Linked DNA regions of Mus musculus: all the other regions are linked to region 4. Evidence: chromatin contacts called from public HiChIP or PLAC-seq and capture Hi-C data. All regions are on one chromosome and are shown on one strand. Each heading gives the region's core, a stretch centred on a gene start, on an enhancer-like site or on the middle of the called end of the contact. The rest is flanking DNA. Distances are from core to core; before and after follow the strand shown.

Region 1 (4,032 bases), core at 645-3,144, 440 kb before region 4:
CTTGCTCTACTGGCAGAGAAATGAAGCCAGGCTGATTTCTGCATGAACCCACATTTCATCTGTTGGCCCAGAGGGGTCAAGTTGGGACCCCAGCAGGGGCAGTAGTAAAAAAATAAAACAGAGATCTATTGGCTGTGAAAGAAGCAAGAGGTAGCCCTCGCTCTCCTGGCTGGATTCCAGGCTGTCTTCTGATGGCTAAACCCGGCTGGCCCATCTCTCAGCCTAGAAGAAAATCCCTGACCACAACACTCCTGGCCCATCCCAGACCTGGGGTAGAGCATACACTGCGAGGTCCTCGATGGGGACCTGAGGTACAATTTCTCTCCACAGCCCTATGTAGGCCTCACACTGTCCCTGAGTGCCCTGTGATAACTCCCCAGTCCAGTCTTCAACACACTACAGATCTATACTTTGCCAAGACAGTAACAGAATCCAGGAGCACCTCTCTGACCTCCCAGGAGCACCGTGGTCTAGGAAAGACACCGGTTCCTACAGGATGTGTACTGAGAACTTCAGTGGGGTGACCTAGGCTAAGATCTAACCCCAAGCAAATGGCGTATCAGCAGCTGAAAGACTTCACTAAGTTGCAGGGCACATAAATAAGAAGTCAGGCCAAACCTGGGGCACCCTGAATTAGGAAGTGGGGCTGACAGCTGTATTCGTTTCCCTGGATGGCTAAGACATAGATGGAAACAGAAGGGAGGTCTCAATGTCTGCCTGCCCCAGGACTACAAGAATAATCCAAACAGGAATGAGTATAAACTAGACATACACTGGGTACATAACATGTACCTATTGGCTGGCCTTCCTGCTCTGTGACTTAGTTTCCCCTTCTGTAAACAGATGAAGGAGGTGGGAAAGTTCAAGAGGGTTCTAAATTCCCCACTAGGTTCCCAGAGGGTGACTGAGGTCATACTGGGAGAAAGGCATGGCTGATGAAGCCCAAGTGAGGAAGCTGGGGCTCTAGGACTGCACTTCCACCAAGCACTGCTAGGTGGCAGCAGAGGCCTGCAGGACTGGGATTGTAGGGCATGTGGTTTGAATTTAACTGCATGATTTTTTTTTTTTTAATGTGGGGTTTTTTTCTTTTCGTTTTTTTCTGTCACTCCACCCCTTTCAGTTTCAAGAGGATACAGCTGAATCTTCTAGGTTTCAAAAGAAAAGTTCCTTATCCCAGATAACAGAAGTAGGAGATGGGGGCTGGAGGGTAAGTCGGACCTCAGCAGACGTGAAAAGCATCGGATGAGCCAGTCCACTCTGAACTCAACCTCTCTGCCCACTTCTCCCCCGTAGCCACCATTTTACAGGTCAGGAGCCAGGCATAACTGAGTGTGAGACCTTGGAGGAGAATGCTAACAAATCTGTATTCTAAGTTTGTATTTTAGGGGCTCCTAGGATATCCCTGCCAGTCCTGCACACAGGACTGTGCCCTGCCTTGGCTTGGAACCCCAGGATGTGTTGACTTCCAGGAGACTTTCCCTAACAGCTCTAAAAATTCAAATATCCAAACCATGTTCAGAATGCTACCCAGGCCGGCCGGGGCCCCACATGGTCTGAACTTCAACTCCTACCTTCATGTAGCTGTAAATACCTTTCCTCAGTGTCTATTTCCCTACCTGGAACATGCCAGATCTACAGCTCAGTGGCTGTTCTACAAAGAATGGCTCCCTACCATCTCCACCCATCTTGGTAGTACGGAGGGAGGCTGGGGTGAAGGGTCGTGGGAACGGAAGTTTCTAGGGTTTGATTCCAGCCCCTCCAATTCCCTCCTTTCTTCAGACCAGGCACATGGGGGCGGGGGGCTCCATTTGTACACTGTTGATAGAGATGGGGTGTCTTGCCTGTAGGGCGGAAGATGATTCATTGGGCCTTGGGCCAGGCACCCTGGGAAAGGCCAAGCCGGCCCCAGGCCAGTGCCCCAGGGAATAAAGGACAGGGCCTGACTGGGCTGTGTATAAATCCTAGGGACTCTCAAAGCCCGCAGCCAAAAGACGCCATCTTCCCCACTTAGACAATGCCAGAAACCCTTCTGCTCAGGCCACCAAAGGCCCCGGGAAATGAGGTGGCCGAGTTCCGCCTGCTGCTGTGCCCTCCCAGCCCTCAGCACGGGGTCCATCCCCACACGCACCTTGCCCTTGGCTGGGTCAAGTCCCATTTAATCTATTCTCTGCTTTTTCCAGGGAGCCTTAAATCTCCTCCCTCACCAACCTCACCTCAGGCCAGGGCAGGCGCCAACTGCCCCACCAACTGCCCCGTTGTGACTCCCAAATCAGTCCATCCTTTTTATTATGCTACAGACCTATGAGGACGCTACCTCGGGCACCAGGGGGCAGTAACAAGATCTGGGAGCTCCAGGATAGAGGAGGCACCACTAAGGCCTAGAGCCGTTTCCCCAGGGCATACAGTCAGCACACAGGTGTGAATAGAGACAAAGACAGCAAGTGTCCGCAGGATGAATAGGCACAGCGAGGAGGCCACGGGTGTCTATGATCAACCTCCTAAAATGAAAGGGCAGTAGGGCAGACCCCACCACCAACACCCTTCTCTCTCTTTGTTTTGTGATTTGGGTTTTTTGGAGACAGGGTTTCTCTGTGTAGCCCTGTCCTATCCTGGAACTCACTTTCTAGACCAGTTCCCACAGAGTTCTGCTTGCCTCTGCCTTCCAAGTGTCAGGAAAAAGGTGTGCGCTGCCAGCTGCCACCACTCAGCGGGCGCCATTCCTTTCTGCTGGACGAATGGTATTACTTCCCAGCACAGAATGTCTCAGGACCTCAGGGGTTTTTTGTTTGTTTGCTTGTTTGTTTTTTTGTTTGTTTGTTTTAAAGAGACAGGGTTTCTCTGTGTAGCCCTGGCTGTCCTGGAGCTAGCTCTGTTGACCAGGCTGGCCTCGAACTCAGAGCTCTGCCTGCCTCAGCCTCCTGGGAATTAAGGCGTGTACCACCATAGTCCGGTAGGGCCTCAGGGTTTTAGGGTCTCTTCACTTGGCCAGAAGTACCCACGTAGCTGGGATATACTGTGACCTCACCTTACTCCGACCGTGCCCTCCAGGGTATACTGTTACCAAGTGGTTACATCAACCCTAGTGTGTCGGGCTCAACCCAGACCTGACAGAAGTTTCTGTCATCACACCAGGCCAGTTTGCTCTGCTTCCTTCCCAGTGGGGGCTCAAGGGCCACCACTAGGCCTGGGCCACACTGGCAGATGTGATTTCTGCTGACCACCAGCAGCTTGTGCTTCTAGGCTCTTCTGTGCTTTCCCCATCAATTAGTGAGCAGCCCTAGAGCTGAACAGAGAAGCTCCCAGAAGATGCTCATCTGAGGTCAGCCAGTGTCAGCCAGTGGGGTGGCTTCACGTCCCAGGACCAAAGTCCACCCTAGGAAGGCATCCTGACGGCTCAGAGGACCACTCCTGAAGCTTTGGCTTTGAGTCTTCAGAGTCTCCAGACTTGTAGCTGTCAACAGAAAGTGGCAGTGCTGTCTACTCGGTACCATGGAGTATGCAGAACAGCGCAGCACTAAGTCTCCTAAGACTCCATATCAACTCAGTGACAACACTGAGACTCAGCGCAAGTCGTGACTTGCTGGGTTCTCAAGACTAGGCAGTGGGCTGGACCCGAATCCTCCTGCAGCCACTGACCACTAAGTGGCTGGGACTTTGGATAAATCACTTAACTTTACAGAGCCCAAGGACAGGAAGACAGCAAAGATCTAAAAATAGCAGGTCTATCTGTGGAGGGATTCCACTCTCTGCTGACTAAGCACCTCCCAGGTGTTGGCTTTAACCTCAAAATAATCTCCTGGGTGGGCCCTATTATTACCTTGTGTCACTGGCGACCCAAGCAAGATCTGCCAAGCAGGCAGGACTCCACCCCAGGGGACCCTGGGTAGAAAAGTTGGGACAGTTTACATCTGTCTAGAGTGCCAGGAGGAGGGCTTCTTCCAGCCAGGGGTTAGCCTGAGAGTGTCAGCCTGGGCTCTCCGCACATGGACTCTACCTACACAGCCCGCGTCAACTCCAGCTACAGGGAAGGGA
Region 2 (3,948 bases), core at 771-3,270, 340 kb before region 4:
ATATAACTAACCACCTTCTCTAGAGAGTAAGGAGGGTCTTGCAGCCATGTTCTTCCCATTAGGCTCTTCTGATGGCTTAGGGACCCAAAGGCATCTCAGGAGGAAACTATAGGTTAAAGGGTGCACAGACAGGCTCAGGGAAGGCAGTTAGGAGAGAGAAGAGATGCATCAGAGGGCACTTCTTAGTTAGCAGGTCAGCAAGATCTTCCTGGTCCTGTGAGCAGACCTGGGGATAATGGTGGTCATCCCATAAACAGCTGGGCAATTAGGCCACAAGAAAGACCCAAAGAAAGGCTCCTGGGGGCAGCCAGGCATGGTGGTGCTTGCCTTTAATCCTAGAGTTCCAGAGTTAGGCTATGGACAGGTCTCCGCGAGTTGGGGGTCAGCCTGGTCCATAGACTGACATCCAGGACACAGAGTGAGACACTGGAGAAATCAAACTCCCCTCAGCCTAGAAATAAGTAGCACTGCCTCATCCTGAAACTTTGGCCCTGGGCAGGGAGGCCTCAGCTGGGGCAGGTAAGCGGAGTCCCAGGTTTTATTTATGTAGCTTTGTGACCTTAGAGAAGACATTCTCCAAGCCTCTATTTTCTGATCTACAAAATAAAGGCAATAGTTCCTTTCTCATGGGGCCTTTAGGAGGAAAAGATGAGGGATTCTTATAAACTGTAACAAGTAACAGTTCAACAACATTCCAATAGTAGCATAAGCACTTCTCATTAAGAAGAAAGACTACAGCCAGGAAATTAAAGAACTCCTGGTGTCACCCATGAGGCCTTGGTGACATCCTCACATGCTCATCTGGTGCCTGGGGTAGGTGGGCAAAAGGGATCCCGGAAAGGCCACAACCTCACTCTGCATCTGGGCAGCCATTTCTGAGGATTACCCAGTATGCCAACCTGCCCATGTCCTCAAAACTCTGGAGTATCCAAAGCATGGAAAAGGAGAGGGGCAGACCTCCGCAGCAGGGCTTGTCCCCAGCCCTCATGCAGGACCCACACTGGCAGCAGTGTAGAGTCTGTTCAGAGACTCTCCTTCCTCCCACTCCCACCCACAGATAATTGCCACTTCCCTGCCGCCCCAGCCTGATCTTCAAAAGCCACTATTCCAAACTTGATCCAAAACAAGGCTGCTGACCCAGGGACTCTAGGGATGCCATTCTGAGCACAGCAGTCACCTAGCCCTATAAATCTCCAAACTGGAAAGGCTAGTTCCCAGAAGGATCTACACTTGGGTCTAGCTCCTGGAGATCAGTAACACACACACACACACACACACACACACACACACACACACACACACTGTAGCCCTAGTGAGGTGAACACTGTCTTTCTTCTGCCTGACCCTTCATACAGCACCACCTGCCCGATTAAAAGTTTCCAGACAGATCAAAGTCTTAACTGTCCTTATATGAAATTGCACTAGCAACCCACATTCCCACCCCACCGCACCCCCCACTCCCAACCCCACAACCCCGCCGCTGCTGCCACTGCCTCCGGTTCCTCACTGACACCTCACTGACACCGAGTGAGCTACCCAGACTGACTCTGGGGAGAGTTAAGAGTCCAAGCGCAAGAAGTCTCCAGGATTCCCAGGTCTCTTAGCCCACAGACTTACGCCCCAGGGGTACACACAGACTAAGTTCAGTCACTCACACCCTAAGGGTGTGCGCATTTGCCCACTAACACACAGATTCCCCCAGTATGCTGGTAAACACACCAAGATGACACTCACCGAGATCACGCTCTAGAGGAAACAAAGTTCATCAGCGCACCGGCAGCCGGCTCTCACCGCCCAGTTTTGCGCAGTACAAGGGCTGGGAGCCCGAGCCCTCGGGACAGTCACGTAATGGGCTCTCCCTGTTTGGCGCTGACTCGACCGGCGCTCCCGTCCCCAGGCCTCACTTGGCGACCTCTCTTGGTGTCCGCTCCCCTCTAGGAAGCACCTCTCACCTCCCCGCTGCGCTGGTCCCCTCCAAGGGCTGCCGCCGCTGTTCCTGGTGCCCGAGTCCCATGCCGAGTGGCGCAGGGTCCCACGTGCCTGGAAGCGCCGCGGTCCCCGCCCTACTCCGCCCCGCTCCGCACCCCATAGCCTGGCTGTGAGCAGGAGGGCGGGGCAGACTCTGGGCAGACGCCGGAGCCGCCCCCAACCCTTCTAAACAGATGCTTCCAGTCTGCCACCCGCTTGGGGACGCGGTCGGTCAGTGTCGCCGCCGGTCAGCGTGTCCGCCACGGCTGTTGAGCAAGGAGAGGCGGAAGGCGACCGTCCTGGCTGAGCAGAGGTCACCTGCTTAGCTCACCGATTTTCAGCGACGCCCAAGTTTTACAAGGTTTGCTTTGTGCTGGCCTGGCTCCTGTCACTGCCCACCGATGGACCTTTATACTGACCCTCAGCCTTCCCTCCGCTGCTGCCCCATCCCGCGTCACTTACGGATGGACAGATGGATGTGCTTTCAGACTGCTGGTACCAGCAGAAATCTTTGCCGGCTTCACCACCTCCGTCTGCTTTTGCTCTTCGTTCAGGTCACTAACGGGTCCATGAAGTCCTGGTTTAGTTTGATCTCTCATCTTGAACTGCCTCAATTCTTCTCTCTGGCCTGCTCTGAAGACTTTCTGTAGTCACAAACCCCATTCCTGTCCTAGTTTGAGCTCAAAAAGGCAAGGACCACACCAGCCACCTCACTGCTGTCCTGTGAAGGGGTGGATGAATGAGAGGGTGTCTGCCCCCTCCCATTTCTGACTCAGGCATCTGTTAGTATAAGTTCTAGGCCACCTTTAGCACTGTAAGACACATTTTCTGCGAAATGAAGCCAGTCCTTCCATGATCCTACTTTTCGTGTCCATCCAGGGAGTCTTGGGGTGGCCAAATAAACGGACAAGTTCAGAACAAGCCTTTTCCTATGGTGAGGAGTTTGCTCTCTGCCCAAGGGCTGTAGACTTTGTTAGTTGTGTATCCGCTGACTAAAGTCCCATTCGCAGCCCCTGGAGGGGTCCAGAAAGGGTCCGATCTGCAGCCCTGTCCAGAGTGAGAAGGGTGAATACACAGAGCTGGGTGGCTGAGCCTCTCTGCAGCCTCCTGGGGCCTTTGAGCAGACACAAAGGCTCCTTGTCTAACCTCTGCTGGCTATGGGAGCTGGTGCAGGCAGCTTCCAGAAATCTAGATCTCTCCACAGCCACCCTTGTGGCTTTAGGGTCCTCGTGTGAGGGAAGTCTTTCTGGTTATTGAAATCCCAGCGGATTTCCTTTTCCTGATCTCCCTTCTGAGCCGTCAGGTCTTTTTCTGCTGCTTCCCCTAGGACCCAGGATGGATCCTAGCCTCTAGAAGACCCACAGGCTGGACAGTGGGCAGTCTTGGACTTTACCCTTGCTGTGGTCCAATTCCTTTACTTTATAGCCAAAGAAACGACATTCCCAAGGTACATGACATCATGTCAGGTGACCTGGTAAAGCCCGAGTACTCAGATTCAAGTCTTCCTTCACTTTTTCTGTGTCTACTTTCTAAGATTCAGCCCTCTTTTTGTTGTTTGTTTGTTTGTTTATAGCTAGGATCTCCCTATGTAGGCCCTGTTGGCCTTGAACTCACCATGTAATTCAGGCTGGCCTCATTCAGCAGTCCTCCTGACTCAGCCTCTTGAGAGCTGATATTCTAGGCATGTGCTACCACGCCTGGCTCTCCATCTTCTTTTCTGCACAATGTGTTATGTACTCCTGTCTTGCTGTTCTGACTAAATGTCCTTATTTGGGGTCTTGCCCATGATCCTGAGCTTTCTGGGTCTGCAGAGTGAGTATCCCCTCTCAGAAGAGCCTGGGAGGTTAGGTTTCCCAATCCTCAGATTTTGTAGATCACCAAATCCAGTAGACTTCCCTACCCACCCCCCACCCCCACCCCCACCCCCACCCCCACCCCCATCGCATTCCAGTTTGAGCACATTTGCGTTCATATTTTCAC
Region 3 (4,092 bases), core at 35-2,534, 380 kb before region 4:
CCTGCTTCTACATCCTGAGTAGGGGCATGACAGATACTCACTGCCATGCCCAGTATCTTGTAGTGCTGAGGATCCAGCCCAGGGCTTCAGACATGCTTTGCAACAAGCTGAGCTTCATCCTAGCCAAATGGAGTCTCAGCAGTAGAAACTCCCACTGGCACTGGAGCTACACACACTCACGAACTACACATCCACACCTTTGTCTTGCACACACATGCAGATGCACCATGGAAGGCATAGCACTTGGTACATGCATGTAATCCTAGCGCTGGGAAGGCTGCGCCAGGTACAAAGCTAGCTTCGTACGTTCCGGAGGTAGCAGTACCAAATATGGGGCGCCTGCCTGCCTTTCCTCCGTCAGGATCAGCAGAGGCAAATGTGAACAGAAACCCTCAGAAGGATTTAGCCCTGCTCCCAGATACATCCAATTACTCTGCTTTTCTTCCCCTTAACAAGCAGTGCCTGGACTCAGGGAATCCGTTTTCCCAGTGGAGTTAACCTCAGGCTACATTGTATTTTAGCATCCTTCCTGCTAGTTCCTGCCAAGGCGCCTGAGCAGCTCTGAGAGTCCCGCCCAGCCCCTCCCCAAGGGACCCTCTTTACTCTCTAAAATTTGACACACACAGAGTTTTGGGTTTTTTTTTTTTTTTTTTTGAGATAGGATCTTTCTGACCTGCAACACACAAGAGATGCACTATGCAGAAGAGGCTAGTCTTGAACTCACAGAGATTGCCTACCTCTGCTGGGATTAAACACATTTATATGCTATATCATCTAGCATAGACAATACTCAGGCACATGCTCAGCTACTTGAACTCACAGGTAAGAAGTTGAGGCCCAGAAAGGGGAAAAAATGTCATGTTTCATTCAGAAGTCAAACTCTGACCTCTGCCTCAGTATTCCACCTCCCCACCCAAGACACAGTCAGGTCCCCATTTCCTTGCCTCCTCCACTCCAGGCCTCTGTGCCTTGTCCCCCGGTGTTGTGCAGCCTAGTTCTGGGCAGAACTTGGTAGAGGAAATAAGAGGAAGGGAGAAGGCCCCACACCCACCCACACCTGCTCAGCCTTCTGCACCCAGCCCGGGACTGCAATGGTGTGCACAGCGGGCAAACACTGGAGGAGGGAAGCACCCTTACCTGAAAACTCCCTCTGACACAGCAACCGCCTGCAAGCCATGAGAACTGGAGCAAGCTAGACTCCCGAAGCAGCCCCTGCCACCAGGCAGTTCTTGTGCCCCAGAGTGCAGGAGTCTGGGAGGTGGCAGATGAGGTAACTGGGACTACCAGGAGGGGAAGTGACACTGTCTCTCAGGCCTCAATCTGGAGATCTTGCTCAAGTGTCTGGCACAAGGCTGAGTCAGCCACTGCCGGACTAGGAGCAAGTCACCCCTAGCTCTGCCCACTCAGCCTAGCGATGGGGACCGTCGGACCATCAGTTTAGCCTGAGGGTTCCTGGGAAGATGGAAGGAGGGAGCACTCAAGGCCCAGGGCTGGGCACAGGGAGGCTCCTAGCTACACACCAGCTCCCCTCCTGGCCTCTCTCAAGTTTGGACAGAGCCTGGCTCCTGCTCATTACTGCCACAGGGAACAATTACCCTGGTTTCTCAGCAGTGCCTGGAAGGCTCATTAAGAGAGACCCAGACCCCAAGATTAAGGAATCTGTTGTCTGTGACTCCAACCATGCATGTCCAGACACCACTCTCCAGGGACCAAGAATGGCTCCTCAGAAAGAGGGTGGCTTGGAAGAAGGGCAGAACAGGGGTGACTCTTCCTCCCTAACCTCCATCCATCCTGGGGCTTGGGCAGGACCAGCAGAAGGCAATGGATAGCTCTGCCTGGGTACTTGACTGGCCCGGACAGCCCCTCCCTGTCAATCGGATTATCCCCTATCCCCTTTCTCCTCGTCTGGTGTCATTTACTAGGAGTGAGAGTGCAGAGCAAAGTCTCTGATCGGAGGTGAGAGCTTTAGAGAAAAATCAAGAGAGGTGTGTTGAGTAGAGTTAGGGTCTCCTCAAGTGGACTGAACTAGGATTTACTAGGTCTCCGTTTCCTGTACCACTTTCTGTCTCTCTCTGGAGAAGTCCACCCAGCCTGGAGGAGACCGTACCTCAAGCCCTACAGGATGGAAGCAGGCCAGGAGCTAAGGCCAGGCAGGCTCCTGGGCCCTGCTTCAGTTCGGAACGCCAATGCTTTGATTTGTGCCCAGAGCCTGGCCTGCAAGCCCTCTGCAGGCCAGAAGAGGAAATACACCCTCTGACCTACCCCAGCAGAGGGGTGGCTCTGGGGCCTTGCCTGGGTTCCAAGACAAGGCAGAGGTGTCTTGTCCCTTGGTCCTCTTCCCTGGCATGTATACATGAAAGAAGAGCCTCACAGTGGAGTTGTGTGAGGGAGCTAACACAGCTCCAGGTGTAGGAAGATCAAGATTCCCTACACAAAGCTTGCTTGGTGGTCCTAGCCTGCCCCATCCCCTAGGCTCCCAACCAAGCCCATTTTTCATACTCTAAGCCCCAGAGGCAGAAAGCATTTTCCCTTAGCCCAAGGATAAGATGGCACTGGTTAACTCTGCTTGAATTTGCTGTGTGACCTTAACCAGTGTCTGTCCCTCTCTGGATCTCAGTTCTCCTATCTGTAAGATGTAGTAGTAATAGCAATAGTAATAGTAGCAGCTGCAGTAGTAAGAATGATGATGATGATGATGATGATGATGGTGGGGTGATGATGATGATGGTGGTGGTGGTGGTGATGATGATGATGGTGGTGATGATGATGATGATGATAATAAATGAAGGCACCCACATCTTGGTGGTACCATGAATGGTCATCACAGTAACTAAAAGGCAATGTGCAGACCAAGATAACAGAGGGTATCACACGTTCCTCACATCCTGAGACCCTGATCTCTCAGGGCCCCTGGCAGCAGGCCCATTCTCTTGATAAGAAGTAAGTGTGACTTCATAGAAAACAAAGAAGTCGCTACTCCCACCCAATAGCAGGCCACTGACAGGAAGATCCCTCTGTCCCTGTGTAGGGAAAATCCTGAAAAGGAATACTGCAGTGGGGGGGGGGGGCAAAGTATCCAGAGGGTCAGCTCCCAGGCGAGAGGACGTGGCAGTCAACCTGGAGGAATGCTGGGCACGCACACTTGCGGGCTGGTCAGGGAGTGCGTTCACCTCTACATTGTGGGGTACAGTGCTTGTGTGCATCTGTGCCTTTGCTGTGCTGTCTACATACCTCACTCCAGGGTACCCCAGAATTCCCAGTCCACAGCAGTGTTTTCCCAGGCCCGCAATTCCAGGGCAGCTCAGATGCCATAGGAGATTTGTAAGGTGGCAGCCACCACAGGCTCCTCGACTTTCCCCAGAACAAAAGCAGTTGCATAAGAAGAGGAGGAAGGCTTAGGGGATTAAGCAGGCTCTGCCAGATCAGCCCTGGGTGTGGGCTTCTCTGGAAGGGCCAAAAGCCCCACTATCCTCAGACCTTTAGTGGCCCAAAAGCAATGGGCACTGAGCCTTCTTCTACAATGACCTCTCTGCCTCGAGCCACCTACAATAAGTCAGACACTCCCACACAGCCAGGCTACCCTGAGAGCCCTGTCCCTGGTGACCACTGCTGGATCAAGCTCACTGCCTTCCTTCTGGCCTTCCTTGGGTATATTTACCCCTTGCAGAACTGTGCTTCCTGCAGCAATAGATGAGAGCTCTCCCTGCCCACTGAGGATTGAGAAGGAGCCACGGGTAGGGATGGTCTCTTGTATATTCTAGGTCCCAAGGCCCTTATCCGATGGCTCCTTGCCACCCTCAAGATGTGAGAGAGTCAACACCATTCTCCGTTCTGTCTGGAATAGGAGAGGCCTGGTTGGGTTCTGTAGGAGATGTGGCCTCCCTGGGCGTTAGTGTCACTTCAAGCTCTTGGCTAGTAAGCTGGGTGCTGTTCTCAGACTGGGGGTAGGGGGCGCTCTGGCTGAGCCACAGAGCTCCTTCAACCCATCCCACTAGGATCCTGGGGCTGCTGTTTGCCATCTTAGGAAAGTACAGATACCCAGAAGAAGAGCAGGTAGCCCATGTCCACCCGTGGTGTAACCCCTACTGAAGT
Region 4 (4,027 bases), core at 1,166-3,665:
GGTGAATAAGTCATCTCAGTTCCTGGCCCCCAAGGTAAGTGGCTGTGTGCTCTGGGACATGGGGGAGGGGGTAGCACTGAGGAGTAGGGCAGGGGCAGAGTCAACACTGGGTGATGGCTGATGAACCAGGTCTACCCATGGCCGTAGTTGGGACACTGGGGACTACTGTACACCGCAGGAGGGCTCTGGAGGGGTGTGGCCCTCCAGGCACCCCTAACAATGTTCGAATGGTCTACAGGCCATGAAGAAGATGTACAAGGCCTGCATCAAGTACCCCGAGTGGAAGCAGAAACACCAGCCTCATTTCAAGCCATGGCTGCACCCGGAGCAGAGCCCATTGCCCAGCCTGGCGCTGTCAGAGTTGTCGGTGCAACATGCAGACTCACTGGAGAACATCGATGAGAGTGCAGTGACAGAGAGCCGCGAGGAGCGGGCAGGCGGTGCGGGAGGAGAGGGCAGCGACGATGACACCTCGCTCACCTGAGTGACCGGCTCTCTGCAAGGACCAAGACCAGACTGGGGTGGAACCCTGGGGCACTGAGCCTTCTGCACTTCCTCCCTTCCCCCACCTGCCTTCTGGGGGGGCACTGGGCTCCTGCCCAGGTGGCTGCGGCATGGCTGGACATGGCCCCAATAAATGAACCACACAGCCCCAGCCAGCTCTTTGTGCCTGCTTCTCATCTGCTCAGCCCCACGCTGCTCTGTTCTACAGTTATTTTCCTTAATACTCTTATTGTTCACAGGACTGCTGTCCCTATAGGCGTCTTGTAACGTAGGGTGGAGCTTGTTGCCCCCTCCTTTCCTGTGGTTCCTTTCTTTTCGTTCATTTGCACATTCATTTTTCTGGTCACAAAGGTGGTTTGCTCATTTTTTCAGGGCTCTTAAGAGGAGCTGGTCTAACCTGAGGTCAGGCTTCTACTGTGTGATGGACTTCTGGTCCAAGCTAGCTTTAAACAGTTGATCTGGCATACTCTGACTGGCTCCTGTCATCACAGAAAGAAGGGGAGGGACTCACAGGTCAAAGACTAGGGCTGAAGGCCTCAGAACTGAGTTGAGGCAGTGTGAACTGGAGGAGAGAGAGAGGTGGGTACTGGAGGAGGGAGGGGGGTATGGACTGGAAGAGGGAGAGGTGTGGGTACTGGAGGAGGGGGAGGTGTGGGTACTGGAGGAGGGAGGGGGTGGGTACTGGAGGAGGGGGAGGGGTGTGTACTGGAGGAGGGAGAGGTGTGGGTACTGGAGGAGGGGGAGGGGTGGGTACTGGAGGAGGGGGAGGGGTGGGTACTGGTGAAGACACTTCCACTGCACTTAGTGTTAAAGACCTTAGGCTGGTCACAGGAATCGTGAGGTCCCCTGACCAAGTGTCAACCCTCACTTATGCCTAGCTGCTCTGAGATCTAGAGGGAAGCCTGGGCTGCCTCTGCTGTCCAAGGGATGCCGAGTCCCAGAGTTAGTCTTAGGCCCTGCTTTTCTCTGGTATTTTTGGCACCACAAGAACTTGGGGTCTGGAAAGAACTCAAGATCTGACCCTATTCACCTCTCCTGGAAAGCCCTGCCAGTGGAAAACCTTACTGGGCTAACAGTCAAGTGTTTCCCAGAGAACAGTTTCTGTGGAGAGGCCTGGACAGGACCCTGTCACCTGGAACATCCAGCCCTAGGTCTGCCCATAATGGCTTTGAGAACACCCTGAGAATGTCAGACTCTCATTTCCTAACCTATAACCTAGGGTGATAATTTTTACCCTTATGCAAGTGTGAGTTTTTTTTTTTTTTTAATTAATCAGAACAAATTGTTCACCACTGGACCAGGCATGTAATAGGCTCTGATTAAAGGGCATCTTCCTCCTTTCAGGGCAAAAGCCCCTTGACCCACCCTGCTGATGACTGTTCTTCCAAATATGCCCACTGTTCCTATGGAAAAATGGAAGCCCAGCTAAATTAAGGCCCCTGGTTTGGCTGGTCCCAGAGGCTAGCCTCAGGATCCAGAAATACCTGCCAAGTCTAGGGATTTCATCTCTCTGGGGAGGAGGTGAGAAGCTGCCAGACTCTGGTGGGCCTTTCCCAGCGCCTTCTGCAGGGAGATGCAGTCCTGGGGACAGAAGCAGAGTACTAAGAATGGTGCACAGGACTCCCAGGGAAGGTGGTTGTCCCGCCTCCAATGGTTGTGTGTGTGTCCTCTCCCAGAGGATAGACTCACCAGAACAGGGGTGTCGAGGCATGGAGACTCAAGGATCCGTGGAGTCTCAGCAGGGACAGGATAGACTAGACATGAGCCTCAAAGCCTTAGCAAGCTAAGGATAAAGGAGAGACACAAACCCGGCGGTCCGGTCTGCCTAGGGTATTGAAGATCCGGACTAGGCTGGGGGCGGGACCGGCCGGCTCCCTGCCCGTTCCCCGCCCTCACGTCCCCCGGTGTCACGTGGGGCGGGCGGAAGCGCCGAGCGAGGTGGGCGCGCCCGGACCGCTGCCGCGAGTTGGCTGCGGCCGCGTGTGACAGACGGTACCGGGACCCCGAGTCCCACCTCGTGGAGTTCTCTTCGCTCAAAACAGGTCAGTGAGGTTGCTGGGACCTCCCAATCGCCAGTTGTGGCTTGCACTGCCCCCATTCCTCAGAAGGGAATGGTGAGCCCCCCACCCCCACCCGCTCAATTTTCCCGGGGTCATCTGGTGCGCGCTCTTGCCTGGGGATGAAGTGAAGTGGGGTCGCCTCTGGAGGTGAAGTCATCTAGCCAGACTCGTAGGGACAGAGAAAGTGAGCTGGTGGACACCAGCTTTCAGCCGTCAGCTCTTCTGCTTTAGGGCTTGCAGGCTCCGGAGCCAGTAGCGTCAGGCAGCTTGGCTTTCCCACTTGAGAAATGAAGACTTCTACCTAGTCTACCCCGGACATTCTTACAGCCTCGCAAAGCTTTAGGACTTTAGCCGTGGACCTGAGGCTTTGGTACAGCCTCGCAAAGCTTTAGGACTTTAGCCCTGGACCTGAGGTGTTGGTAACCTTGGGCAAGCTACTTCCGTCCTCCGCACCTCAATTCCCCACCAGTTAATGGGGGCATGGTTTCTCTAGAGCTTACCTGGCCCAGTTGCCAGGAAAGAAGGGGTGTGTTCGTTGAATGGGGTCAGGCTGGGAATGGGTGGATGGGCTTAGAGCAGGTTTGCAGTGCAGCGGGGGATGGGGGCTTTTGGGGAGGAGGCGGGTAGGTGTTTGGACACAGATCTCCGTGGGTAGATTTGGGTGCTGGGTGATTAGGAGCCAGGTTGTCTGACTTATGTTTCTCTAAATTCAGTGTCTTAGGGAAAGCTTCCCTAATGCCTAGACTGGGGGTTCGGGATTCAGGGTTAGACTTGGGGATGCTCAGGTAAGGATTTGACTACTGTTGGGTCCAGGGGACCCTGATAACCTGTACTTGGAAAGTTGTGACTGTCCTGCTAAGGGAAGCCTAGGCTCCTAGCAGCGTCATTATAGGGTAGAAGAAATTCAGCAGAACCCAGAGACAGGCGTGGACAGGTGCAGACCTGGGGAGGAGAGGATGCCTGGATGAGCCTTGGTAGTTAAGTGGCTGTTTGCTAAGACTGGCTGCAAGGTGAGGGCAGAGCTTGTGCCGCACAGCAGGGATACTGATAACCTTCCGGAGGAGAGGCAAGGGATGTGGGTGTGGCTGTAAGGGGTGGCAAGGGAGGATGTGCAGAGAACCCATCCTTGGGATTTATACCTGGCTAAAGTTTATTTAGACCCCGGCCTGGGGACCCTGCTCCCCAGTGACCGTTTGCTCACTGGAATAGGGTACAAGTGAGATGTCCCAGGCAGGCTACTGCTGGCTGTGAGGAGGTGATGGCCCCGACGCCCCAGGTTTCATTTGGACGTTCAGGCCTCCTTATTTGGTCCCCACCATGCAGAGGAGAGTCAGTTTCTGGGCAAAGGTGTTCCCCACCAAGTTTCCTCCTCATCCAAGTCCCCGTGTTCTGTGAGACTTCAGGGTTCAGATGTGGGCTGCAAGTTGCAGTGCCTTCCAGCCTGGTTGTCAGTTCCGGGTAAT
Region 5 (3,519 bases), core at 827-3,326, 360 kb before region 4:
TCCAACTATGCTTCATTAAGCAAACAAGCAAAACCCCAAAGATCTGGGGCTATAACTCAGTTAGTAGAGCATTTGCCTACCTTGCACGAATTTCTGGGTCAAGCCCTGAGACCACAGGCTTCATGATGTCTATCTGCAGTTCCAGTCCCTGGGAAGTCGGGGAAGAAAGACCACAGGTTCAGCATCCTCTTTTGCTACATAGGCCAGCTGGGATACACGATGCCCCATCTCACAATGAAAAATAGACAAAGAAGCAGAAACCTAGACTTTTCTCATCACTTTTTGCTCTAATGTACTTCTAATAGGAGAAATATTAGGCCTCTTCCTTCTAATTCCCTTTGCAGAAAAATGTGCTTGTATGCTAGCAAATCAAAAACTGTACTGTGTGGTTTTGTTTGTTTTTATTTAAACATTTCATTTTAAGACAGGGTCTTGTTATATACCCCAAGTAGGTTTCAAATTCACATTGTAGCCCAAGCTAACCTTGAACTTCTAATCCTCCAGTCTCAGCCTCCCAAATGCTGTGGTAACAGAGGCTCTAAGGCCTCTGTTTTTGGGTGTAATCATGAGTTTCTCTGTACATTATCATATCCTACCATTATAAGAAGCTAGGCGAGCGTCTGGAGAGATGGCTCAGCTGTTGAGAATGCTTGTTTCTCTTGCAGAGGGCCCAAGTTTGGTTCCCATCCTCTGTGTCTGGTGGTTCACACTGCCTGTCACTCCCAATCAGGATCCAATGCCCTTTCTGTGTGAAAATGGCAAAAGGAAGAAAGATATGGTCTGGGTGGTGGCAGTGCATGACTTTAATCCCAGCACTCTGGAGGCAGAAGTAGGCAGATCTCAGAGTTTAAGGCCAGCCTGGTCTACAGAGTGAGTTCTAAAGACAGCCAGGGCTACACAGAGAAACCCTGTCTCAAACAAAACAAAACAAAACAAAACAAAACAAAACAAAACAAAACAAACAGAAGAAGGAGGAGAAAGGATATGCCTCACTTGATTTAAGCATTACATAGTATATACAGTGCATTAAAATTATTACATGAGGGGCTGGTGAGATGGCTCAGTGGATAAGAGCACCCGGCTGCTCTTCCAAAGGTCCGGAGTTCAAATCCCAGCAACCACATGGTGGCTCACAACCATCTGTAACAGGATCTGACGCCCTCTTCTGGAGTGTCTGAAGACAGCTACAGTGTACTTACATATAATAAATAAACAAATCTTTAAAAAATTATTACATGAGATTTAAATATATACATATACATATACATATACATATACATATACATATACATGTATATATATGCACGTGTATTGGTTTTTTGAGAAAGCAATCTATATAATTTTATGTTCATAGGGGAAGAGAATTATGAGCAGCTGGTTATGTCTGTCTCAGTCCACTGTGGGTCTTACCTTTAAAATTTTTTTAACTTAATTTATTTCAGCGCTGAAGACTGACTGCAGCCCACATGCTTGCTAGGCACTCTTTCACTAAGCTGAGTCCCCAGCCCCTAAAGATGTTTTTATTTTCGTGTGTGTGTGTGTGTGTGTGTGTGTGTGTGTGTGCGCGCGCGCGCGTGTGCATGTGCTATTTCACAAGGAGGCCACAGGAGACCATCACTTTCCATCTATTCTACTTGGCCTTATTTCCTTAATACTGTGTCTCTCACTGCATCTAGGCTGGCACCAGCAAGCCAGTGATCCCACTGGCTCCATGTCCCACCGAGCCGGGGTTACAGATGCATGTTTCTCAAGGGCAGGTCCTTGGGCTTGTGTAGCAGGCATTCTTAACCACTGAGCCATCTAGTTACAAGCATTAGTTATGATTTATTTATCCTTCCCTTTGTCTTTAGACTATGTCTCCCTTAGGAAATTATTAACTCTAGAAAAAATAAAAAGTTCTACAAGAAAGAGAATGTAGTCACCGGACTCTGTAAGATGTGGCTGGGAACAGTACTTTCAACATCATAAAACTGTGATCAACAGTTAACTGCAACCCCCCACCCCCACCCCGCCCTCGCAGGAGGGCAGGGTAGAGGGGAGGGGCCTGCAGACAAAAGCTAGCGGGGTGGGGGTGGGGTTGGAAAACCAGTGCCTGGATGGCAGGGTGCTGAGTGCAGAGCGCTCTGCCCTCCTCAGGGACACCGCTCAGCTGCTCTCACTTCTCTGGCCAAGACGGAGGCCCATTTCCTAGTCTACTTAATAACGGGCAAATAATCTGGCGTCTGCTCAGCTCAGCCCATGGTCTTGGAACAAATGGACCCAATTAAAAGGCCATCATAAGGGAGTTCAGGGAAAGAGGAAAAAGTCATTGATCAAATCAACTCCCAGCTGCCCTGGGACTGGCTTGTGAGTGGAAATAACAAGAGTCCTTCCCCTCCCTGTGTTTCGCGTCCTCTCTTAAACCCAGAGGCCTTCTCACTGTTTGGGCTCCTCCTCACGCCCTCCCAACTTCCAACCCCTTGCGGTGGATAAGCTGTAAGGCCTCACCAGACTTCATCAAGATCTTGGGTTCAAGCTGGGCCTTTGCCTATGGTGCAGGTCTGTAGTCGCTTCCAGAGAGGTGGTGTGTGTGTGTGTGTGTGTGTGTGTGTGTGTGTGTGTGTGTACGTGTGCGTGTGTGTGTGTGTGTAGGAGAATCACAAGTTCAAGGTCATCCTTAGCTATAGGAAAGCAAGTCTAGGAGAGACCCTGTCCCAACTGAACAAAAACAAACAGATTCTAGGCTGAGGACATGCTCAGTAGGTAGAGTGGTTTGTCCAGATGCACGGAGCCCTTGGTCCAGTTCCCAGCACTGCATAAAACTAGGCATGGGAGGCGCATGTGTAAAGTCCAGAACTAAGGAGGTAGAGGCAGAACATCCAAATATTAGTGTTATCCTTGGTTACATGGCAAATTTGGGATCAGTCAGGGATGTACCAGACCTTTTCAGAAAAGAAATGAAAAGAGCAACATCGCTACCACCCCCACCCCGCTTCCAGTCCTTCCCACTCTGGATTCTCCTCCCACAACAGTCATCCCTCTTAGTACACCATATAATTTACAATTAATATTATTGATTGTTGCTCCCCTGCCTTTTAGAGGCAGAGGCAGCATCTGTGACCGTTTTTATTCACTAGCAATTTATTTACAATGTATATTGAAAGCACCTGATACATAGTAGGTTTCCTTTTTCCTTTTCTTAATCTATCTGTCTTTTATTTATTTATTTATTTATTTATTTATTTACTCACTCAGACAGAATCTCTCTATATAGCCCTGGCTGACTTGGAACTTGCTATGTAGATCAAGTTTGCCTTGAACTCAGAAACCTATCTGCCTCTGCTTCCTGAGTGCTGGAATTAAAGTCATGTGCTACTAGGTATGACACATAGTATTATTGTTACTATTATGGTTGTTGTTATTGTTGTTGTTGCTATCATTATTATCAGAGGGAACTTATATTTAAGAAAAAGGTGAGAAAGAACTCCCAGGAGTGCACAGAGTCCTGGGCTCCTGAGAGCGGGCTTTCAACTGTTTGTT
Region 6 (3,874 bases), core at 1,203-3,702, 300 kb before region 4:
ACTCCTCTCACCCCCTTTGCCCCTCCCATACATCTTGGGATCGTGTGTCCTTATACCTATTTCATAGGAGAGGGCTGGAGATGTAGCAGTTACCTAACACGTACAAGGTCTAGCACTCAGGAGGCTGGTGCAGGAGAATTGTAGCAAGTTCAAAGGCTAGCCTCGGCTACAGAGTAATAACCTCTCCCCCCAAAAGACAGAAGTGCTGAGAATGTATCTTGTTAGGTAGAATGCAGGCACAAAAAGCCCTGGACTCGGCCCTAGCACTTCATATAACCGAGCATATTCACCCCTATAAACCCAGCACTTGAGAGCAGAGTCAGGAAGATCAGGAGTTCAAAGCCGGCTTCTGCTACATAGAGAATTGGTGACACCCATGGGTTATATGAGCCCTGTACCTCCCAATCTCCATACATACACTCCTCTTACAAAGCAAGGCATGATGGTACGCACCTATTCAGGAGGTAGGAACAGAAGGATCAAGGTTTAGGGTCATTCGTGGCTACATAGTGAGTTCAAGATCAGTCTGGGCTACACTGTCACAAAAAGAATCCTAAGAAAGAATGAAAAAAACTGCTCATTGAGCTGGCATTTGGGGGACCCCTGAAAAGGCCCTTCCCCTCTCTCTCATTCCGCGCTGTCATCCACAGGTCATAGGATGTAAAGTCCAACTGGGGAGGCCTGAGTTTTAGTGCTAGCTCGGCCATGATTGGCTCTCGGGCATGATTGGCAGATGAAGAATGGAGGCATCAGTTCTCCCAGGGATCGTTGCTCCGACCTCTCTGATCTCTGGTAACTTTCTAACAGCGTTTCATTTGTCTCTTTGCAGAGAAGTTGAGCATGTCCCTGGCTGGAAAAAGATGGCTCTCGTCACATCCTGCCAGTTAGCTCTGAGGGTGACTTCCCAAGCAGTGGTGGGAGAGGCTGGACAGAGGACGAGGATTCTAATTTCACCTCTTGAGCCAAAGCCGGGTCTGGCCTTCTCAATCCTCTGAGACCCCAACTGACCTCACTGCTGAGAGGCTGGGAACGGACCCAGGCTGAGCTGAGGCATGGACTAGGAGGCCCTAAAATTAGCTCCAAGGCAAAGGGAGCAGGGACTGGCCCCAGCTGTAGACTCCCACAGTGCCAGGAATGGCGTCCTCACCCAGCTCAAGTGGAGAGACCAGCCAAGGCTTCAGCAGGGACTTGTCACCATGCTGGGTGCCAAGAGTCACAAATTCCTATAGGCACAGGTCAAAGAGCTTGAGGGACAAGAGGGACCCTGGCCAGCTCCTTGGGCTTTGAGTTGGGTTCCAGCCGCCAGCCTTTCAGAGCTTGGGGAGGTACCAGGGAGGAGCATCGCTATTTATGTCTTCCTGAGACAGGGTTAAGGGGACTGACCAGTCCTCTCAAGGCTGAATTAGATAACCTCAAACCTTAGTACCAACTCCCAAGGGTGTAGGAGGATCCGAGAGTAGATAAGTGTCTCCTGGGAGTAGGTTGGAGACACCAGTGACCAGCCCCAAAGTCAGGGCCTTTCCTCTACCCAGGGTAGCAGCTCCACCTGCTCCCTTCTCTGCCTGACTGCTGGAGGGGCTTGTGGAAGTGCAGGTTCTGCTAGGCATGAAAGCACATGTTTACAATCACTGCCACACACACCCAGGACAGCCAGGGCTACCCTGAGAAACCCTGTCTTGCAAAACAACAACAACAACAAAACCTAGACAAAACAAAACAACAATGATGAGGAAGAAGAAGAGGAGGAGGAGGAAGAGAAGGAGGAGAAGAAGAAGAAGAAGAAGAAGAAGAAGAAGAAGAAGAAGAAGAAGAAGAAGAAGAAGAAGAAGAAGAAGAAGGAAGAAGAAGAAGAAGAAGAAGAAGAAGAAGAAGAAGAAGAAGAAGAAGAAGAAGAAGAAGAAGAAGAAGAAGAAGAAGGTGATGAAGAAAAAAAGGGAGAAAAATTAACAAAACCTAACCTTTATTGAACACCATACCAGGATGAGGTATTAAAAATGTTACACATCTTTCCTTCTCTCTCTCTCTCTCTCTCTCTCTCTCTCTCTCTCTCTCTCTCTCTCTTTCTTTCTTTTGATATGGTTTTTGGTTTTGTCAGGCAAGATCCCACAATCCTCTCACCTTGGTCTCCTGAGTGCTGGATTATAGACATGTGCCACAAAGTTCAACTATACTTAGTATCTTATTTGATTCTCTTAACAACACCAATGAATAGACAAAACTGAAGCTCAGAGCTCTTCGAGCGACTTGCTCAAGGTCACAGAGCAGATCAGCAGCAGACAGGGCTGGGATATACACTTGTACCAATGTCCATCAGCACACCCATCTTGTGAACGTGACCTTGAGAGCACAGCGCAGCTTGGTGGCCTTGGGGAATGCACAAGGGAAGCAGAGGCGAGGCCTGGGAGGATGAGGAAGGGTCACGCATGCACGGTGATTCAGAAAACAAGCTTGGAGAGTGGAGAAAGGGAGGATGACACATCCCGGCTTGAGGCCTCCCTCGGCTGGCCAGCTCCTTCCTACTTCCTTCTCTGTGAAATGAGGAAGAAACTCGGTTTAGAGAAGGGTTCCACTCCAGGCCTGCCTGGCACACAGTAGGCCCTCAGGATGTGTGGGCTGGCCTTGCCTTCCCCTAGTGACTTGTACCCTGGCTGGCTCACGGGGTTAAGTTAAGGGTCCTCTGGAGAGGACCAAGGAGAGGTATTAGGGTCACAGCCCAGAAAGGCCCCTGGGAAGCAGACCCTGACAGATACTCGGAGTCTGGCTCTGCCACACCCCTTATCCCACCCCTGGCCCTTCCCTCTTGGCCCAGGGTGAAGAGGCAGCCAGCTAGTTTACCACAAAAGCCCTCTGGAAAGTAAACACCCTCCACCTCCCACACCCCATCCCACCTCCCATACCCTACTCCACCTTCTTCTTTGTCAAAATGCCCTCAGCTATATGAGAAGCATCCTTCTAGTGCCCAATAGGCGAATGCCCTTGGGGACTTACATCCGGCCTGGCCTCTGGAAGTCTCTAGTGACTCATGTTCACTTCCTCCACCTACAGTCATAACTTTGCCGCTGTATCAAGAATATGTCCCTTAAACTGTCCTCACTTGGTAACTCCTGAGGGGCAGCTTCAGGAGGTGGATCCCCACCCCCGACCCCCCACCCCCACCCCCACCCCCGCATGCCTTACATAGATGCGTGTTGCTAGAATAAAAAGCCACTCCTATAGACCTCTGTAAAAAGTGAAAAGGGCAGAGAGGCCATTAGCTTCTCCTGGGACAGAATAGAGACCCCTGTGAATCCTTGAGTCCTCTTTAAGCATGTGCTGGGCAGTGGAGCCTCTGGCCTCCTGCAGAGAGCTGACTCTCCTCGGGAGTCCAGATGCCAGAGAATTCACTACATCTATCTTCTTCATATACCACATGAGAAGTCTGGGGCTACGAGAAGACCATCACCAGACAGGGTCACTCAAAGAAGAGACACTGAACAGTCCTTCTGAGAGTGTTTCCGAGAGAGCCTTCACTAAGCTGCCAAAGGTGGAAAGATGACTTTGGCGCCACCATGTGGCGTAAAGGAAGAAACGCAGAGCTGGGGAAGCTGTTAGTCTTCCAGGATGGGGGCAATTCGTCCACACTAGGACCCTCCTGGGTAATAGGGCCCTGCTCTTTCCCGTTACACAGCCTCTGTCCCTACTGGTCACTCCAATGCAGTGTCTCTCTCCCACACCAGACTAGGAGCTCCTCAAGGGCAAAGCCAGGTCTGAATCATCACACCATTTGTAAAGCCATTGTAAGGGTTTGAGGAAGTGATTTAAGCTGAGCTGAATTCAGTATACAATGGGGGCAAAAATTTCTGCCCAAGAATGTTTATTGAATCAGTGCTTTAGA

Evidence for each region. HiChIP or PLAC-seq counts read pairs in DNA pulled down with a chosen protein or histone mark. Capture Hi-C pulls out chosen DNA fragments and counts their contacts.
Region 1: an H3K27ac HiChIP or PLAC-seq map of microglia shows a contact between it and region 4, with 6 times the contacts expected there. The contact joins the enhancer-like site here to the promoter of Arap1 in region 4. A contact is called at or near these places in 4 of 39 promoter capture datasets (the 3T3-L1 cell line, the C10 cell line, hippocampal neurons and 1 more), 1 of 484 Hi-C or Micro-C datasets (bone marrow-derived macrophages), 6 of 115 datasets of contacts at active chromatin or transcription factors (acute myeloid leukemia, embryonic hindbrain, epiblast stem cells and 3 more) and 1 of 9 other capture datasets (embryonic stem cells).
Region 2: an HNF4G HiChIP or PLAC-seq map of pancreatic cancer cells shows a contact between it and region 4. The contact joins the promoter of P2ry2 here to the promoter of Arap1 in region 4. A contact is called at or near these places in 2 of 39 promoter capture datasets (hippocampal neurons and second pharyngeal arch cranial neural crest), 1 of 484 Hi-C or Micro-C datasets (bone marrow-derived macrophages), 10 of 115 datasets of contacts at active chromatin or transcription factors (acute myeloid leukemia, bone marrow-derived macrophages, craniofacial prominence and 5 more) and 4 of 9 other capture datasets (adipose tissue, embryonic stem cells, liver and 1 more).
Region 3: a contact with region 4 is called in a capture Hi-C map of macrophages, with 5 times the contacts expected there. The contact joins the promoter of P2ry6 here to the promoter of Arap1 in region 4. A contact is called at or near these places in 4 of 39 promoter capture datasets (the HPC-7 cell line, cranial neural crest, hippocampal neurons and 1 more), 1 of 484 Hi-C or Micro-C datasets (bone marrow-derived macrophages), 7 of 115 datasets of contacts at active chromatin or transcription factors (acute myeloid leukemia, bone marrow-derived macrophages, embryonic stem cells and 3 more) and 3 of 9 other capture datasets (adipose tissue, embryonic stem cells and macrophages).
Region 5: a FOXA1 HiChIP or PLAC-seq map of pancreatic cancer cells shows a contact between it and region 4. The contact joins the enhancer-like site here to the promoter of Arap1 in region 4. A contact is called at or near these places in 5 of 39 promoter capture datasets (the 3T3-L1 cell line, hippocampal neurons, liver and 2 more), 1 of 484 Hi-C or Micro-C datasets (bone marrow-derived macrophages), 7 of 115 datasets of contacts at active chromatin or transcription factors (the 230-238 cell line, T-cell acute lymphoblastic leukemia, embryonic stem cells and 4 more) and 2 of 9 other capture datasets (embryonic stem cells and liver).
Region 6: a contact with region 4 is called in an H3K4me3 HiChIP or PLAC-seq map of bone marrow-derived macrophages, with 2.8 times the contacts expected there. The contact joins the enhancer-like site here to the promoter of Arap1 in region 4. A contact is called at or near these places in 1 of 39 promoter capture datasets (embryonic stem cells), 5 of 115 datasets of contacts at active chromatin or transcription factors (the HPC-7 cell line, bone marrow-derived macrophages, embryonic hindbrain and 2 more) and 1 of 9 other capture datasets (liver).

Annotation. Positions count from the first base shown.
Region 1 is chr7:100,906,422-100,910,453 of GRCm38.p6, forward strand. All of the region lies in intron 1 of Arhgef17 (Rho guanine nucleotide exchange factor (GEF) 17), which reads right to left. Among named protein-coding and RNA genes, the nearest start is that of Arhgef17, 24 kb to the right of the region's middle. Within about 2 kb of position 1,895, at least 79 of the 459 cell types and tissues checked have an H3K27ac peak or open chromatin away from gene starts, as enhancers often do. A contact at or near this core is called in bone marrow-derived macrophages, where this site is marked.
Region 2 is chr7:101,009,978-101,013,925 of GRCm38.p6, forward strand. P2ry2 (purinergic receptor P2Y, G-protein coupled 2) reads right to left here and starts at 2,021. Exons shown (of 3, transcript NM_008773.4): 1 at 1,735-2,021.
Region 3 is chr7:100,963,082-100,967,173 of GRCm38.p6, forward strand. It overlaps P2ry6 (pyrimidinergic receptor P2Y, G-protein coupled, 6), which reads right to left and starts at 1,285. Exons shown (of 3, transcript NM_183168.2): 1 at 1,138-1,285.
Region 4 is chr7:101,345,654-101,349,680 of GRCm38.p6, forward strand. Arap1 (ArfGAP with RhoGAP domain, ankyrin repeat and PH domain 1) reads left to right here and starts at 2,416. Exons shown (of 34, transcript NM_001040111.1): 1 at 2,416-2,546. It overlaps Gm35219 (a long non-coding RNA gene), which reads right to left. Exons shown (of 5, transcript XR_003946844.1): 3 at 2,194-4,027; 4 at 1,989-2,085; 5 at 1,268-1,907. Stard10 (START domain containing 10) reads left to right here. Exons shown (of 7, transcript NM_019990.5): 6 at 1-34; 7 at 239-973. The coding sequence ends at 484.
Region 5 is chr7:100,982,920-100,986,438 of GRCm38.p6, forward strand. No RefSeq gene overlaps it. Among named protein-coding and RNA genes, the nearest start is that of P2ry6, 20 kb to the left of the region's middle. Within about 2 kb of position 2,077, at least 81 of the 459 cell types and tissues checked have an H3K27ac peak or open chromatin away from gene starts, as enhancers often do. A contact at or near this core is called in T-cell acute lymphoblastic leukemia, embryonic stem cells, pancreatic cancer cells and 1 more, where this site is marked.
Region 6 is chr7:101,048,454-101,052,327 of GRCm38.p6, forward strand. No RefSeq gene overlaps it. Among named protein-coding and RNA genes, the nearest start is that of P2ry2, 38 kb to the left of the region's middle. Within about 2 kb of position 2,453, at least 89 of the 459 cell types and tissues checked have an H3K27ac peak or open chromatin away from gene starts, as enhancers often do. A contact at or near this core is called in the HPC-7 cell line and bone marrow-derived macrophages, where this site is marked.